Regions from separate parts of the Drosophila melanogaster genome. Here region 1 is linked to region 2. The links are chromatin contacts, called in public HiChIP or PLAC-seq maps. All regions are on one chromosome and are shown on one strand. Each heading gives the region's core, a stretch centred on a gene start, on an enhancer-like site or on the middle of the called end of the contact. The rest is flanking DNA. Distances are from core to core; before and after follow the strand shown. Region 1 holds the start of cv-c (crossveinless c). Region 2 holds the start of spn-B (spindle B).

Region 1 (6,225 bases), core at 2,404-4,903, 150 kb after region 2:
GCCTTTTTCTTCTCAGCTGGCCTGAGTTGTTGCCTCACTTTCCAACGATGGCCGAAAGAAATGAAAAGTGTGGCCTGAGAACCCGAGAAAGGCCTTTCTTCTGCGCGGACCAACGACTTTGACCAGCTAATATTGACAAATTAAAAGCAGGTTAATGTGTCTTTAATGTTTGTGTAGTTTTCTCCGGTGGGGCTAGGAATCTTAGATCCCAAACATCCATTGATGCAACATATGTGCGCGCCGGCATGTAAAAATATACACAAAGATCGGCGCGTATCTTTAAGAACCGACATAAAATCCAGATACATTTATGCACACGTGTGGTAGTGCGGTTGTGTGAGTGTGTGCTGTGTGTGTGGAAACTGGCAGCCAAAGGCAAGGCAATTCAAAAGTCATTGAGGCGCAAAAGTCAAGCATAAATATTTCAAATAATGTTTGCTGGCCCCGCTGGCATTGGGTCTTGGCTCTTTGGTCTTGGATCTTTGTAAACCCAACTAAAACTGCTCGGCTTCTCTTTCCCCCGCCATGCTACCCCTCTCTTTCTCACACTATCAGTTTGGGTGTTTGTGTGTGTGGCATAATTTGGTGAGAGTTCGAGTTCAACAGCTGAACAAAAAACAGCACCGAGCACATTAAGTTTGAAATAAGAACAACACTATAGAACTCAAAACCGTACACATAAAAAATCGATGTTTTAATACAATAATAATAATAACACAAAAAAGAAGTGCTCAGTAAAATATTATTCATGTCTTTATGTAATTAAGAAATTTTTACTTAAAAGAGCAGATAGATCTTATAAGATTTCAAAATTTTCCTCCTTATGCTTGAATTTAATCATAATATCAGATTTAAAACCGATCATATTGTGTTTCTGTGTAGCGATCGGAAAACTGAGAACAGAGAATGGAGCACTGAGAACTGGGGAATCGTAGAACCGGAGAACCGGAGCTCCCAGCACGATGAGATGAAAAATTCTAGAGAGAGGCGGGCGTTTTTTGTAATAGACGATGTCTACGCTGATGACCTCAGTTAAAAATAAATAATGCCTTACATTGTTTGGAATTAGTGGCTGTTTCGTTACTCCAGTCCGTAGATGAGATCTGCATCGAGATTCGAGATTCTGGCCTTAAGTTCAGGGTGGCGCTCAGCGATCGGTGATCATGAAGATGCTCTGGTGAGGGGTTGGCGACAATAAGACAAAACATGGGGCGCCCAAACAAATCATTTTGTCAACTCAGCTTGTACCCGGCAGCTGGAGCAGAGACATAGAGACATGCATACATATTTGTGTAAATTCTTGTACGACATTTATCACACACGAAATTGATGAACCTGCCCCGCCTGATAAATGTTTGCGAGCTGCCGAACAAGGGGAAAGCGATTTTACTAAATCAGGGAAAATCTGGGCAGAGATTTGCTTCTAAGCTGCTGGATTGGGTGTAACATGGTTTTGTTTAATTAAAAATCAGAAGCGAGTTTTTTACGGAAGATGTTTTAGGATGGGAGATGTCTTGTTTATTTTGTTTATGTTTTGAATTTCATATCTAAATAAATGAAATAATATTAAAAATCCTAACTGCATGTAACTTATAAACATTGAATTATCAATTTTTTTGGGTCTTTCCCAACCAGAAGATGAAGAACGCCAGGCCAGTCGAAATATTGTTTCAGTTTTATTTACCTGAAATTTGCTATTTTATCAAGCACCCAGCACAAGTGTTTCGCTGTGAACTTATTTACATACTTATCGGTACGTATGTGGAGTATAAACAACAAAGGCAGAAACAACGAAAAACGAGTTTCTATATATAAGGTGGCTATGCTGTAAAATAATAAAGGGCGGGCCGTATCAAGAGTTGTTGTTATGGTAGACAAAACGGGTCGCCAGTTTCAGTTTCTCGGGGGTTAAAACGATCGACATACTCCGATGACGCATTTTAGAACCGGAAATGCTACGCCTGCCATTTGGCTGAGTTCTCAATAAGTATGCAAATCGGATTCGGATTGTTTGTGCACTTTTCGGTGATTATTCCCATGAATTAAAAACAAACGCTGGAGGGAAAAAGCAGCACTCGACCAGAGTGTAAACAAACTACAATACATAGCGATTATGATTTATGAATCAAAATAAAGCGCTGACAATTCAAACAGCAGCGGAAATGGTAAAGAAAGCCGATCAGAACTCGTATAAGGCCAATAAAAACGATCGCAGATAACTCGAACGCGTCGCGTAGATTATGCCAGCGACTAACTAACTGTAAACATATACTATTTAGGTTATCACTATCTTTTTCAGTTCGCAGCTGACAAGATAAAGTTGTACCACAAAGTCAAAGACTAGAAAACCGAGAAACTCAGGTAAATTTTGGGGAGTGAAAGTAAGTGGCAAACCCGGCGACAATCACAAGATGTATCTAAAACTCTGACGTTTCGTTCTAGGAAGCCCCGAAGCCACCCATAAACAAGCGACGTCTGGATTTCTCGAGATCTGCAGATCTTTATGGACCTGCAGATAAGCTGGATGGATTGTTTATCCTACCCCGAAGATAAGCGACATGGGGTCCCGAAGCTCTATTTACCTTTTTAGATGCGTTTGCGGTTGCTGCTCGCGAAGAGAGTATCTGTAGCTTTGGGTTTTCTTTATTTCTTTGATTTCACAACACCATCGGAGATTCTATAAACACCAAATAGAATTTTACTTTCGTATATTGCTTCACAGAACTTTTCTTTTCGTATAAATCAGATGTGTAATTTCTCTTTTATTTTCGTTGTTTCGTTTATTTTTTTATTTTTCTGAATCACTTGTATTTATTTCTCGTTTTCAACAACAACATTTCGTCATGTTTTTTTCTATGGGGCGTACAAAAAATGTAGTAAACGTAATCGAAAACAAAAGCACGCGTTCTCTTACTCGAAAGAGAGAAAGAGACGGGCGGTGAGGCAGAGAAAGAGACAGGGATAGAGATAGAAAGGGGGAAACAGAAACACACGCACACTACAAATAAACAAAAACGGAACCGAACCGCAAAGAAAACCGATTTTTATGCACTATTTAATTTTATATATTTTTCTGCACGCAGTTTTTATTTTTACTTTTCTGGTTTCGAAAGATGTTTATTTTTTATTATGGGAAGTGTTAAAACCGTGCGAAATTCAAGCCCAACAAACGATGCGTTTGTTTTCTTTGGCACTGCAATTTCCGCGCTACATTTTCGTATTTTCTATTTGCTTTTCGAAAAACAAGAGATTTCTTTATTGTTTAATGGAGAGTGCCTTTTTAATCGCGGTTGTGTGAGTGTGCCTCTGTTTATCGCGTTCGTTATTTGTTGTTGACTCCGAAAAATTCGTTCACACCCGCGCTCATTCATAAAACGTATCCAAAACACACGATGTCACGCACTCACAGTTTTTTAGCTTATGTTTCTGAAAATGATTATTAACACTTGATGCAGTATTTTGCAATATATTTACATCTCTTGACCCGCACGTTTTTTCGGATCCTAAATTCAATGTTCACCTTTTTCGTAAAAACCTGAGAACTGCCAATAAACAACGGTTTTTTGGATTCAGTATGTTTTTAAAAAATTTGAATAACAGAGGAGCGCTTTAAATTTGCCCGACTTTTCCCGGTCGAGGTGGAAACCCAACTGTTGTATCCAACAAACTCGTGGTTGGATCACCCTGCTTACCCGCTTTGTTTTCAATGGAAATGTTAAGATACAGCGTTTTAGCGGTTAACAGACGCTATTTCTATGGGAACTCAAAACGTTCGCTTGCTGTTCACATGGAGTTAACATGCGCGAGACCCGCGATTACCGGTTAACAGAGCGAGCTAACAGCAAGAATTATGAAGAGAGCAACATGTTGCGCTCAAACTGCGCCAACAGCTCAATTCGAGCCGATCGGAGCGATCTCAAACGACCTCAAGCATGTTGCAGTTCGAGAGGAAATCCCCTAGAATTGTTTATTGAAAGTAAAAACAGTTGGAAAAACTCCAAGCATATGGATGTATTTGTAGCTCTTACACACCCATTCGAATGTGTTTGTAAATTTACACTAACAAGCGGTGATAAAATCCCATGTTAGTCTTCTCTATGGCTTATTTAGTGTGTTTGGGTTTCTGATTTTATGACCCGGGCCTCATCTTTGTGCAGCCTCTTTCAGGCTTTATCGACTGGCATCTCCCTTAGTTCTTATCAGTGGGGCATTGTCTTATCTGCAGATTTATGGCCCAACGCTCATTTAATAGCCCGATTCCTGGAAGTCGACTTAACACTTTCGTTGTCTCAATTTGATTAGCGCCTGCATTGGCTTAACACTTTTTCACCCATAAAATTGTGTGAACCAAAACGAAAGCGAGACAAACTAACTGTATATAATGATAATGAAAAACTCACAAGTGAGCTGTGGACTATTTAATCACTTTACTTTTGTAACCTACTAAAACAAAACTAATGTTCCTAGTCAGAAGAACAAATTATATATTACTAATCATAATATAATCATGATTTAAAGCAACTTACGTTTCAAGTGCAATAAAATACTCAATAACCGGTTAGCAGAGTTCTACGATTTGTGTAAATGAATAATTATCTAATTAGATAGCTAAACTTTTAATTTAAAATCCTTCAAGTCTGTAATTTAGTTAAAAATACAGATATGACCACAGTTTGAAAACCATAAAGTTAATGGCATAATGAGCCTTTTGAATACCATTAATAATTTGTAGGAGTATAAGATAAGAGGAAAAAAATCATATAAACACCTCTAACTGGCAGTTAATTAGTTGCAGCTAATTGGTGGTGCTTAGTTAATAAATATTAAAACCGAAGACGTTTGTAAGGTCCAAGAATAAAGCACGTGAAATTATAAATCATTCTTATGGAGGAGAACGAACTCTTGTTCCGACCAAATTGTTGAATGAACCAAGACAGCTAACAACAATTCGTCAGGATTAGCCGTGTCAACTCTTTCCTGTTTTTGTGCCATCTCCTTATTTTTCCATTCTATTGGCTTTTCTCTTGCGTTTTCTCTTCTCGTTCCCTCCGCATTTCATAACGTTTTGAGGTGTGTTCGCCGGTCGGTCTCATCCTTATCGAAGGTGCGCATCAACGTCGCAGAGAGATATACCCATTTACCCATAACCATTCCCGACCCGATCTACGTGCTCGGGTTCTCTTGCCGGCTTTGAAATCGAAACTGCCCATTGTGTTGAAATCTAAGCGAGCGTGTGAGGAGCTCCCCAATCTCCGAATGAATCCCAGTCCCTTCATGAACTCCAGATTCCAATTCAGAAACTCCATGCCGTGTGATGTGCTGCATGCTTGATCGATAGCGTCTGGCCCCCTTGATTTCCAACGAAAGGTAAACACATCAAAAGCAAAAATATTGAGAAACAAAAAGATGCCACGCAGATATTTTCGGAAATATTTTGAATAGTTTTCAATGCCAATGGCATCGGGTGAAATTTGTCTTAGACAGTGCACTGCAAAAAATGCACCTAGTCCAGCACTTTCTCTAATTAGAATATGAAGTCAATTATTATATTTTTCTTCAACATTATTATGCTATTAATAATCATATAAAAACATAAATTTTAAAGCAATCTTTTGAATTTGTATACTTACAAAGCAGTTGTTTTCCTGTTATATTTTCTCGCTGTACGTGTACTTTTCACTTTGGCATAAATAATGCCGTATGAAATGCGATAAACAGAGTTATATATTTGCACACAGCGGGAAGCTGGCCAATAAAGTTGTATGGGATTTTCCATAATGCAATGCGCCGCACCGAGTTAAAACCAAACCGAAACCGAAGCGAGTGAAAAGTGCCATAAAAAAGGCAATGCTCGCTTCGCTCTTGCACTCACTCAGCGACATCATTCTGTTAATGGTCGCACTGTCTCCAAACGGTGCAATATGCAGATTTTGTGGCATAGGCAGAAGATAGGGCGGAATACCCCCCCCCCCTATTTTGCCGCACACCCCTAAATGCATTTGCGCCATTTGTTGGCCTTGCCGTTTGGCTGATAAGTCGAGTTTTTATGGACGAGCGCGCATTTAACTTGATTATAAACGACGGCAGGCGGCCGGGCCATATAAAATCGCCTTTCATTATGGCCAAGGCATGTGAAATTAATAAGCAAGTCGACCAGCCGGGCGGTCCAACATTTTGGCCAAAATCTCAACACTACCCGTTGCCGCCCAAAGTTCGTTGCCTAAG
Region 2 (6,557 bases), core at 652-3,151:
GACTAAGCCAAAATCTGAGTATTCGTCACCCTCGTCCAAATGGATGGTGGATTGTAAACCGGAATCGTCGTCTTCCTCACCAAAATCGATGGGCGGGGGGGTGCTGCAGAGCAGCGGTGGTACATTCACCATAATGCCAGCTGCAAAATTCAGTAAAAGGATCCCCTAAAATTCACTTCCTGCTTCAAGAAGAACAACAAAAACGCTGGGAACGGTTCGATCTTCTATCTCTCTCGCTCCACTTTATCACTGTGTGTGTGGTGTGTATGTGTGACGCAGGTGTGGAGGGCCTGCAAGTGTGTGTGTGTGTGTTAGCCACTCAAGGTCTGTGTTGGAATTTTCTTGTTTGCATTTAACACGCGTCAATTTTGTTGTGTCTCTGTATTATGTCTAATTGTCGCCTTATTGGTGGCTCTAAAAACAGATTTGCCGAATTTGCAAGTCGCGTTTTATCTGCAATTAGCCATGTTTTCCAGAAAACAATACTTTTTCCTCTGCCCACAGTGTGAACGTTTAACTTTTGGCCAACCGACAGTGCTGAAAAACGTTGCGCAACATTGATAACATACAAAATTTGAATCTTATCTTTTTCAATTCCCATTTTCGATTTAAATCATTATCCATAGTTCAGATAGAATAGTTATATTAGTTATATTTCTATAATAGATTTTTATTCTTTCCAATTCTTTTACCGTTAAAATTGTATTTGAAAATTATTAGTAACAAGAGTAAAATATACATGAAAGTCTAGGCTGCAGTATGTAATACGTCAAATTTTGTTGGGACACTAAACAACAAATAGTCGTCATAAAGGCTTCTTTTAAATTGTTATGATATTTTCCACAATTTCTGCATACTTTTTTAAGCTTGCTGGCAACGCCGCCACCGTACCAATACAACTATCGATAGCCGCCTGTCAGTTTTGACAGCTGTTTTAAGGTTATACTGCGCTGCCGTTGCAATCGCTCCACCAATTTGGTAATTTTGCTTATTTAACATCAAATATTGCATAAAACTAGGAAAACCAGGAATCTGTAAAGTGGAGCGAGACGGGGAACGCTATTAAGGAAGTCGGATAACTAAAGTACATCCTTTTCTTGCAGTTCACGGTCGGACAATTACATAACTTGAAGAAGAAACCATGTCGCAGGCTCCCGTTCGCGTTTCCCCGCTGATCAAGTTCGGCAGATGGTCCCTGCTCCTGGTGGGCATTGCCTACGGCGCCGCCCACCAGAGCCGCCTGTCCAAGAAGGAGGAGAAGTTGCGCGAGATCGAGGCACAGCAGAAGGCCGTCCGTGATGCCAAGCTCGCCGAGGAGAAGAAGCGCAGCGCAGAGGCTGAGGCCCGTGCCTTGGCTGAGCTTTCGAAGCCCACTCCCAAGCACTAGGATCCTTCAGGATGCAACATCCGCAGTTCCCTTAGCTTAAAAACATTGAAAAACCACAACATTTACACACGAAGTTCGCCCAAAAGGAGGAGCATCATCGATAGTGGAGCCACCATCTATCGATCACTGACTATCGTTTTTGTGTTTTCCTCTGATGCTTGTGCAAAAAACAGAATGTTCGAAATTAAATGATTGAAACAAAACCATTATGTAAATACTCTCAAGTGTTTCGTGTTTGTGATTAAGTGGTGTTCACTGGAAATATATTTATATTAGCATAGTGTTTGGATAGGAGAGGATTGAGAGAATTTGAGAGGGTTTGAGCTCCAAATTTGACTAGGAAGTACATATAAATATTTTTGCAAATTGATTATCAATAATTTTCCTAAATTTTGTTTTAAATCTTTTTTGATAAACAACAACTGATAGTTTACCTTATTGGATGCCCACTGTAGTTGCCAGCTGATTGGCCCACTTAAGATATTGGCGCCAACAGCTGATTTCAACCGGCGTTTATTTACACTTTCAATTCGCTCGCAAGTCGTCGCATGGCTCGGCTGTTTGATCAATAATCCCCCGGAATACTTCCAATTCCGGAGGTGTTGAGACACCTTTCGTGTTTCGGGGAGCCATTATATCACGCAATCCCATCGAGGACATGCCATCGCATCGCGATGACAAACTTTCTGGATCAATTGCCCAAGCATATCAGAGAAATCGCCGAGCAGGGTAAGAGTTTTGGGGTTCCAACAACTTTATTCAAGAGCCAACTAAATTCCTGTACTCCAGTTAATGTTCTCGCACCGGAGGAGGTGCTGACAACTCCCAAGGTGCGATTCCTGGACACCCGCCAGCAATCGCTGCACACAATCGTGCGAAAATGCACTCCGGATGATGTTAGGGTGCTCAAGGATGCGGCAGCCAAGTGGCTGGCAGAGATGCCCCAGTCAGGTGATTCTCAGACTAATGTATAAGTAGCCTCTTGTGTTTAGTTTGCCACTATTTATTACAGCGGATTCCCTCTTCAAGCCGCTTGTCAATGTTAGATGGTCGCGGGTGTCGTTTGGATGTTCCGCTTTAGATCGCTGCACGGGCGGGGGAGTGGTCACTCGTGGAATTACAGAGCTATGTGGAGCAGCCGGCGTGGGCAAGACCCAGTTGCTTCTTCAGCTATCCCTTTGTGTCCAGCTACCCCGTGAGTTGGGTGGCTTGGGCAAAGGCGTGGCCTACATATGCACGGAGAGTTCCTTTCCGGCGAGAAGATTGCTGCAGATGAGCAAAGCCTGCGAGAAGAGGCATCCCGAAATGGAGCTGAATTTTCTGGGAAACATCTTTGTGGAAAATCACATTGAGGCAGTGAGTCGACAAACCAATTTGTAGCCATATGCTTATTTAATATTAATCCAAAGGAACCTCTCCTGGCGTGCGTTATAAACCGCATTCCGCGACTGATGCAACAACATGGCATTGGCCTGATCATTATTGATTCTGTGGCCGCCATATTCCGGCTGTATAATGATTATCTGGAACGAGCGAGACATATGCGTCGACTGGCAGACGCTCTGCTCAGCTACGCGGATAAGTACAACTGTGCCGTGGTCTGTGTGAATCAGGTGGCCACCAGGGACGGTCAGGATGAGATTCCCTGCTTGGGATTGCAGTGGGCGCACCTAGGACGCACTAGACTGCGTGTTTCCCGGGTGCCCAAGCAGCATCGCATGGGTGATCAACTGATAACGGTGCGCAAACTGGAAATACTTTACTCACCAGAGACTCCCAATGATTTCGCCGAGTTTCTTATCACCGCAGAAGGTGTGGTCAATGTTCCAGAGCCATCTGTTCCCAGCCCACCCGCCAAAATGCGTCGACTGTGATTGATTGAATTTATTCTGTTTATTTTGTTATCGTTTAATTTGTTGAATTTAAAATGTGTAACGGCGGAGCGTTCAATTAGCCATACGATTGTCTTATACTCCTGTTAAATTCAGCGGAATATTTTAGGGTTTAATAATTTAAATTTACTTAGTTGCCAATCAGGTTTAGGTATCATTAAAATATATAAAAACAAATTTAGAAAACATGCTTTTCTTATTTCTTTTCAGGAACAAAAGGTTTTCTGATGACCTGATTAACACGATAACGCAATCTTGTTTCAATTTTTTTTTTAAATAAATGTAAAGTTCCGATAAATTTAACCCGAGTTTAAGCCATTTTCCGGGCATAATCATCTTATTTGTTGCCTTAATTCCTTTTTTGTACAAACACTCAATAAATATGTTTCATTCAATTGCAATTTACAGGGTAGCAGAGCTTACAGGCCTACATACATAGTATAGTTCATAGTTCAAGTAGTAAAATCAATTTTGTAATCGCCTCGTATACATTATCACATGAAATTCTCAAAAGTTCAGATTACAATTTGCCATAGTTTACGCGGACATTTAAATGCGACATTTACAAAAGCCTAGCCTTAGCGTTTAAGTATATTAAATAAATAAAATACAAGCCTAAAGGTGAACGGATTACGCGACAATTAAATTACAATTAAGTAATACAACTATGGGGGTTTTCTTTCTGTTTAGTTTTATTTTTGTTTTTCTTTTGTTTATTGGGATAGTTTATCCTCTTTGTGGATGAGCAATATTCGACTTTTTGGCACAAGTTAATTTGACTGTGGTTTCTTCTGTTTAAATCTCCCGCATGGCGACATCCTGATCCTGGGAATCGTGAGCTTCTATGGAATCGCCATGCTCGCTGGAGGACACCTCCTCCTCCTCCTCCTCTTCCTCGCCGTCTCCATCGCCTTCGCCCTCCGATGAGGAACTTTCGGTTTTGACCCTCTTTTCCGGCTGCATTTGTTTGTTGGCCATGGCCAAGGCAATGGAAATTTTACTCGCGGCCAATTTGCTTTCAAAATCCATTTCCGTTAGCTGGCCATTTTGAATTGCCGCCCTTTGGAGACTTAACTGCAGTTCCCTGTGCTGCGGAGACTCCTCTCGTTTTATGTCCAATTTCTCGGTTTGTTCGAGTGGAGCGGCTGGTTCTACAGTTAAAGGTATGGCATGCTGATGCAAACGCTGGTGTAGCAATTGATTTTCATTACTATTATTTGGCCTTTTTTCGACTGCGGGCTTTTGATCGCTGCTCTCCAATTCTGCACTTCGATGTGCTTGATTAGCCGTTTTAACTGTCTTTTCCAGCAGCGCATTTAACTGCTTTTTAATCTTGGTGGTACTCTGTTTGGCGGGCACTTTTCCCTCGCTGTTATTAACATTGTTGTTTAACGTATTGTTGTTGTTATTGTTACTGCCGCGATTTGGAGACTTTGGAGATTTCTTGATCTCCGCAATGGTGGCGGCATTGCCAACAGTGGGTGAAGTCGCATTGCTGGATCTCTTGTCGGTCGGCTCTCCACTTGGCGTTGTTGTTGCGGTGCCTGTTGCTCCTGGCTTCGCATTCGAGGATTTGTGCTCCGCCGCCTCGTTATTTGTGACATTGTCCTGTTTCTTCCACTTGGTGCGCCGGTTTTGGAACCAGATCTTTACCTGCAAAAACAGTAGAACATGGATTGGGTTAGTTAAGGGGTATAGGAATGCATTCTTTTGGAAAGGCAGCACCTTGTGCCTGAAGAATTCGCGAAGTTGTAACGTATATATTCTAGCAAATTTTTCCTGAAATGAAATTCGTTGCTGCGGAGATACGAATTACAATATTTTTTTTTAAATCAGCAATAAATATGTAAGTATTAAAGCCGAGATTAATATTGCCAACGGTTGTTTCCAGGTTAATACATGAAATGCCGCTCGAAAATGTGACCCCAAAATGGCTGAGCCAAAGCCAGTTCACAGCCGCATAATTACGAATGTTTATGCCCCATTTGGCCTTATTAGTGGGCGCATAACAAATAACTCGAGAGCTGTGTATCCTAACGTTCGAAATTATTTGAATATACTTCCGCCCCGTCAGTCAGTCGGTGCTCATTTTTCCTCAGACTCCAAACGAGCGCAATGATGAAATGACAGGCGCACGTCAAAAGGCAAAAATCGAAGCCCCCCCCCCTCCTTCTCACGCTCGCTTGCTGTTTTTCCCAATTTTCCCCCCTTCGGTTTTCCACCGACGGCAATGGCGCAACATAAAACATTTGCCTCTCATTTTCGTTTTCATTTCCATTTCATCCAGAAATGATGGGCCAGCTAAATAAATGAAAAATCTATTTAAATCGCGCACATAATTAGTATTTCAGCGGCATGTCTGCAGATACACACACTTACATTCGGATAGAGATACAAACGTTAAAGATAGATGCCTGTTCGTAGTTCGTAGTCCATATGACATGCTCATTTCGCCGCAGTGGCGGAAAAAATTATGAAATTAACATGAAAACGCCACGAAATTACCCATTTCGAAAAGTATAAAAAATTTTAAAGAGGAAATGGCCCAAGTACGCGCCGCACAAACAAAATGCCGTAAATTTTCGTATCGAAAATCAATTAATTGATTGCCAAATATTTCCGAATATACTCTCGCACACTATTGAATGGCAATTTGAATTGCTATATACCCGCCGATGGATTGATGCCCATGCAAAATTGTTTATTTTACGGATGAAGATGGATTATGAGTGAGTTTTCCTCACTATTATTGTTTTTTTTTTTCCTTTTTGTGCCCCTAACAATTGGGCATTACTCATCCCGCGTGCCACCCTCGAAATAGTTCATTAGATACATTCATACATTCATATAAACAATAAAGCATTTCCCGTGTTTACCTTAGCCGCACTCTTAATGGCCAGAGCCAAAGTGGATTCCTTCCTTTCACCTAAATGGCTTTATTTTTATGGCCTTTTCGAATACGGGCCATCATCTCATCATCGTCATATTTAATTGTTGATTATTTTCATGTGCTCGAAGTGTTCACCGTCAGCCGTGTGTGCGATGATCTAATTGATTTCGGTTTTTTCGGATTATTAATGTTTGGGGCGCGATGCGATATGGTAAATATTGCATAAATCTTCATTAATAATTTATGTAGCAACTTAAAAATTTTCCCCGCTTTTGTTTCGAATCGATTGCGCACCGTCAATAAACTGTCTTGTTTGTTGTGTTTTGATCTGGGCACTAAACCTCATTAAGGCGAGAGATGTGGAAATCATTCTATAAATACACCAAAT

The links. HiChIP or PLAC-seq counts read pairs in DNA pulled down with a chosen protein or histone mark.
Region 1: a contact with region 2 is called in a Psq HiChIP or PLAC-seq map of the Kc167 cell line, with 2.7 times the contacts expected there. The contact joins the promoter of cv-c here to the promoter of spn-B in region 2. A contact is called at or near these places in 10 of 107 Hi-C or Micro-C datasets (the Kc167 cell line, the S2 cell line, cellular blastoderm embryo and 4 more) and 2 of 6 datasets of contacts at active chromatin or transcription factors (the Kc167 cell line and the S2 cell line).

What each region holds. Positions count from the first base shown.
Region 1 is chr3R:14,478,060-14,484,284 of dm6, forward strand. It overlaps cv-c (crossveinless c), which reads right to left and starts at 3,654. Exons shown (of 16, transcript NM_001104318.2): 1 at 3,521-3,654; 2 at 2,583-2,853.
Region 2 is chr3R:14,326,150-14,332,706 of dm6, forward strand. spn-B (spindle B) reads left to right here and starts at 1,902. Exons shown (of 4, transcript NM_057392.5): 1 at 1,902-2,116; 2 at 2,177-2,338; 3 at 2,400-2,743; 4 at 2,797-3,459. The coding sequence starts at 2,062. The coding sequence ends at 3,261. It overlaps ATPsynE (ATP synthase, subunit E), which reads left to right and starts at 798. Exons shown (of 2, transcript NM_001202292.1): 1 at 798-978; 2 at 1,104-1,586. The coding sequence starts at 1,142. The coding sequence ends at 1,387. It overlaps Afti (Aftiphilin), which reads right to left and starts at 540. Exons shown (of 4, transcript NM_001260173.2): 1 at 1-540. The coding sequence starts at 132. NK7.1 (NK7.1,) reads right to left here. Exons shown (of 4, transcript NM_142100.3): 4 at 3,991-4,932. The coding sequence ends at 4,075.